Linked DNA regions of Cricetulus griseus: region 2 is linked to region 1. Evidence: chromatin contacts called from public Hi-C data. All regions are on one chromosome and are shown on one strand. The core of a region is the stretch at or near the end of the contact, and the rest is flanking DNA. Distances in the headings are between cores, read along the strand shown.

Region 1 (2,740 bases), core at 125-2,624:
GCTCCATTCCACACCCCATTCTCCTTCCTTGTCTCCTCCCCACTTCCCACAGCAACCCCAAGACAAAGCCTGGCCTAACCCACTTCCTCTTCCTCCACCCACACCATTGCCTCCTACCGAAGCCTAGCCACGCCCTCCAATCCTCCCTATTTAGGTACTCAAAAGTGGTGCAAAGATATACAGGCAGGCAAAACACTTATAAACATAAGATCAAAATTTAAACTTAAAATTGTATTTATTTATTTACTTGGGAGGTGTAAAAGCATGTGGTATTTGTGTGAAGGTCAGAGGGCAACTCGTAATTTCCTGTGCTCACATTCAGACTGTTAGGTTTTGTGACAACTATCTTTTTTTTTTTTTTTTTTTTAGGTGGGGTCTTATGTAGCCAGGCTGGCCTCAGAGTTGCTAGGTAGTTAAGGGTGATCTTGAACTTCTGATCTTCCAAGTACTGGGATTACAGGCCTGTGTCATTATGCCCTGGGTGCCACTCAGTGAAGTTTTGAACAGGAGTATGTTATCTGCAGCAACAAGATGATGCCAAATTCTATACCAGAATGTTAGAATAGCCAGCAGGCTATGTGTGTGTGTGTGTGTGTGTGTGTGTGTGTGTGTGTGTGTGTGTGTGTGTAAGCAAGCATGTGGCTTATTCTGGGAACCACAGTGCAGAGGAAGGGAAGTGTTGGCCAGGAGGCTGGTGAGGTGGGTAGAGTCACAAGGCACAGAACCCTGAGAGGCGCTGACCCTACCTGGGAGTACTGAGATGAACAAGCCCTTCTTCCATTCTCAGAGTGGGGAACTGAGGCCCAGACTGGGTGGCCTCTCTGGTTTCCAGCCAAGTCTGACTCCTTTTATTTGTGAGCTCACCAGGCATTTAAACTTTGGGTCAAGAGAAGTCCAGACCACCAGCTGCTGCTTGGGTGTCCCAAAGACATCCCACACCTACTGACCGGTGAGCTCAGAGCATGAGGGGTGGGAGTAAGTGGTGGGCCTGAGTCTAAATCTGGAGTTGACACCCAAGAGTCAGAGGACTGAGGGATGGGACAGCCCTCAGGTCTCCAATCCTCATGGCCTTGGTGGCTTTTCATCCTGACTGACTGGCCCTTGAACTTGAAGTGTCTGTGTTCTTCAGAATGGACTGAGGAGGTAGGGAAGAGGGGAGGGCCTGGAGAGTGAGGGACAGACAGGAGGGGGCACAGCTGAGAAGGGGAGTGCCAGGTAGGATATTCCCTTCCTAGACTCAGGAGCACTGGGGAAACATAGAAGATGCAGGACAGGGGAGGGTGTGGAGGTCAGCCCCGCCCTGCATATCAGAACAGACTGAGGGGTCATTGGAGAGGAGGGGGAGGGCTGAGCTGGGTCACTGTGATGAAGGCATGAAGGCATGATTTGTCAAGATGGCAGACTGGTGGCAGGTCCCAGAAACAAAAAAGAGAGGATGACACCAGGATCTGGGGGCACTGGGACTGTCCCTGAGGTGCCCATCTGAGAGGCTTGGGACAGTGTGTATGTGTGTGCGCGTGGACTCTCTGATGTGGAGGCTTTGTTTGTCCCTCTAGCTCCAGTCAGCCATGGAGAGCCCTGTGGAGATGCAGCAGCCTCTGGAGATTCTGTACCTGCCCTGGGCAGTTCTCTTTCTCCTTTACTCTCTGGTGGCAATTGTCTCTTACCTCCTGGACATGGCCAGCCACAGCCTGCTGGCTCAGGCTGGAGAATCCCTCCTTCCTGTCTCTCTGTCTGCAGCCTGGTTTGGCCACCAGCTCATTGCTGACATCATCTTCCTGGGGCTCCTGCCTCTCAGCCTCACCTGGACCCACACCTGCTGGCCCCTGGGCCTTGCCTTCTGCCACCTGGATCCACGTCTGGCCTTCTTGACTTTCAGTGCTAGTGGCCGGCTGCTGACTCATGTGGCTGCTGACCACTGTACATCCTTGCTCCAACCATCCTGGGCACTGGCTCATCGTATAGCCCGCCAAATAGTTATCTGGGCTGGTAGGTTCTGGATCCTTCTGCTGGGCCTGGCTGTGAGAGCCTTAGGAACTTTGAGGGATCGAAATGGCTGCAGTGACCCTTTCAACAGGACAGTGACCCTGGAATCCCCTAGGCATGGCCAGGACCCCTCAGCCTGGAGCCCTGAGCTGGATCAACTGGTGTTTGGGTTTGGGGTGCCACTGGGGGTACTGAGTGTCTTCCATAGTGTGGTGCGGGAGCAGCTGCAGCTGGCCAGGGTCTCAGGGAGGCCTCCGTTGCTAAGCTCGCCAAGGGCCACTGCAGTCATGCTGTTCATCTCTTGGTTTCCCTTCCACCTGCTGCTGCTGCTCAAGTTCCTGGGCATGTGGGGGTCCCGACTGCAGCTGGAGGATGTGTGGGTGTTGCTGAGCCCTCTGGGGCTCACTCTGCTGGGATCAACTAGCTTCCTCAACCCACTGTTGTATGTGTGTGGGGACAAGGAAATTCGGAGATGGCTGCGCAGGGCCTTACGGTTCCCTCCAGAAGGAGAGGAGGCAGAGGAACCCAGGCATTAGGAGTGGAGGCTGAGAGGCTCTGGGGCAGCCTGAGGGAGTGGGGCACAGTCTGGGGTGGGCGGCTCTTGTCTTGGCTGAAACAAAGGCACAGGAAGTGTAGTGGGGGGAGAGAGAGACTTAGAAAAGCAGGACGGAGACCTGGGGAAAGAGATGGGGGGTGGGGGAGTGGGAGTCACACAGAATGTGGCAGACAGAGGTCCTGACAGGGAGCAGGGGTG
Region 2 (2,740 bases), core at 69-2,568, 72 kb before region 1:
GTGTGTGCCAGGCCAGCTCTCTACTACACAGCTGAAGCACAGCAGCGAAGTACCTTTTTTGTGAACGGCTTCGTCCATGTCTGGGTGTCTGGTCACCATCACCACCTTGACCATCAGTGTGTTGCCTCCCTGGCGGATCATATTGACCACCTGACGGTGGCCAACCTTTACTACATTCTGTCCGTTCACCTGTGTCATGAAGGAAGGGTAGAAGACTTTCAGCTCTAGAGTCCCCAACAGAATGACCTCCTACCACACCCTTTCTCATCCTTATAACCTGTGTTCCCAAATGGACTGACCTGTACACTCTAGTCACCCTACACCCTTCATGTCCGTGTATTGCATATGTTGGGGGACAATACTTTTTAATTTTTATTTTAAGGTACAGTATACTCTGTGGCCCAGGCTGATCTGGAACTCACTATGTAGCCCAGGCCAGCCTTGAACTAGTGACAGTGGCGGTTTTCCTGGAATAGCTAGTTGGAATGACAGGTATGAGCCATCACACTAATATGGGTACCTTTCAAGGGTCCAGGAAGAGTTGCCTTATGGGATGACTCCATAGACTAAATGGGCTGAAGGGGTGACCAGACTCAGGGGTTGTCCCCAGGATCCCCAGGAGGACAGTGTGGCTGGGGCTCACCTCGATGAGGAAGTCTCCCATCCGTAGTCCAGCCCGCCATGCCACGCCACCCTCGTCCACAGACTCGAGGTACTGCAGCGCCGGGAAGGCCGGGGTGGGGGTGAATTCCTCGATGGGGGTCTGCGCTGCAGACGGGGAGGAGCCGGCGGGGTCGGAGGGGAGGGGGTGGAGAGGCCGAGCAGGGGATGGGGCTCAGACCCAAGTCACAGAGGACTCACTGGAGCTGAGGGACCAGCACCCCAGGGTGGGGCAATGGGTGGGCTTAGGGTCTTTGTGTGTGTGGGGGGTCCCTTCTCTTTTTCCATCCTCCCTATGCAGGCCCTGCTTCTTGGGTCAGAGAGGCTCTCCCTTCCCCTCCCCGGCCAGCACTCACCCTTGGCCCCCCGTAGCACGAACCCGAACCCCTCACTGTCCTTCTTCTGCAGTAAGACTGTCTTCTCCTTGATGATGTAATCACTGGCAGGAGGCAGGAGGAAGGGATGGGGGAGGAGAGGGCTCATGAGGTACAGAGTGGGTGCCCCACCCAGGCACAGGGTGCCCCAGCCCCTGCATGGAGGCCATTCTCGGCAGTTCCCCACCCCCATCCAGTCTGTACTTATGCTCACAACGCCCCCTCAGAGCCTGGGGTGCTCTTGTTCCCGCCCACTCTTTCCTCATTCATCCTTCCGTGAATCCATCCACCCATCCATTCAACAGAGCTGTTACTGAGCCCACGGTGCACCAGGCACCCAGTGGGGTGGGAGAGGAGGCTCTCAATTCTCACAGCCCTGCCTGGGTTCTAGCTGGCAGCTTGAACCTATCTGTCTGTGACCTTGAACCTATGATTTTAACCTTTTGTGCTGCAGTTTCCAAGTCTGTCACAGGGGCCTGCCTGAAGAGGCTGTGAGGGAGTTCAGAAGCTGTGCTATACACACAGGGTGTACCACAGAGCCCAGGAGGCCAAGGTGCTAAGTCAAAAGGGTGGATGCATTAACACATCTCATCTCCTTTACTACAGGAATACCTTCAGAGGACCAATCAAAACAGTGTTTACATTACCCATCCAGTCTGTTAGCCACTAGCTGCACATGGCTATTTTTTAAATCAACACTAATCAAAATTAAACTTAAAGTGTCAGTTCCTCAGTTATGGTGGCCACGTGATGTTCCTGATGACAGTGCTGACACAGAACATTCCTGCGTTATTGCAAGTTCCGGTGGACAGTGCTGACTGATGCATCCCTTGATAAGTTTCAAGTGTGTCACACACAGGCTGTCAGTACACTCTGGTCACACACCAATTACCAGTCCTGATGATGCAAGCCTGTCAGCTCAGCTACGGGAGGGGGTTGCTGAGAAAGGAGGGTCAAAGCTTAAGATCAGCCTGAGCAACTTCGTGAGGCTCTGTCTGAAGATAAAACGTGGGATGAGAGCTAGGGATACGGCTTAGCAGTAATGCCCTTGCCTAGAATCCCCAGTGAGGGTCTAGGGTGTGGTTCAGTTCTAGAGCATATGCTTAGAATCCCCCAGTGAGAGGCTGGGGCATGGCTCAGTGCTGGAGTATCTGCCTAGAATTCCCCAGTGAAGGGCTGGAGTGTGGTTCAGTGCTGGAGTATCTGCCTAGAATCCCTCAGAGAGGCGCTAGGGTATGGATCATGCACAAAGGCCCTGAGTTTCATCTCCAGCATTGGAAAAAATAAACACCAATTCCCCCTGAATACAGTGTCAGTTCTAAAGCTATATATGTCACCAGTACATCTTAGTAGGATACAACACAGAGAAAACCAATAAAATTAAAATCATAGCACTCATTTCTACGCTTGTTCAGGTTGGTTGCAGCACAGCCTCAGATCCTGGATCATCACTCTACCCCCTCAGCAGGCTACAGCCATTCCCTGTTCATCCTAATATATGGACAGGAGCACCTAGCTGCTCTACTTCAAGCCAATTCCTTGCAGAATACCCCAGAATATTTAGCACCACCAGAATACAGGCACTGCAGTGCCTCTCTGCAGCAGCAGTCTGTGTTAGCATCTAGATCCCAGGACGAGGGCCATGTACCCTCTCTGTGTTGCAGCAATGCTCAGACATCCCCCTTCACACACACACACACACACAC

The links. Hi-C and Micro-C count contacts between places; a contact is called where the count stands out from the background.
Region 2: a contact with region 1 is called in a Hi-C map of liver, with 3 times the contacts expected there. The contact joins the enhancer-like site here to the promoter of LOC103161573 in region 1. A contact is called at or near these places in 4 of 8 Hi-C or Micro-C datasets (the CHK-Q cell line, the CHO-K1 cell line and liver).

What each region holds. Positions count from the first base shown.
Region 1 is chr6:153,136,048-153,138,787 of CriGri-PICRH-1.0, reverse strand. It overlaps LOC103161573 (formyl peptide receptor-related sequence 4), which reads left to right and starts at 1,374. Exons shown (of 1, transcript XM_035447014.1): 1 at 1,374-2,557. The coding sequence starts at 1,569. The coding sequence ends at 2,522.
Region 2 is chr6:153,208,334-153,211,073 of CriGri-PICRH-1.0, reverse strand. It overlaps Shank1 (SH3 and multiple ankyrin repeat domains protein 1), which reads right to left. Exons shown (of 23, transcript XM_035446621.1): 15 at 1,017-1,099; 16 at 644-768; 17 at 54-189. Among named protein-coding and RNA genes, the nearest start is that of Shank1, 29 kb to the right of the region's middle. Within about 2 kb of position 1,318, at least 1 of the 6 cell types and tissues checked has open chromatin away from gene starts, as enhancers often do.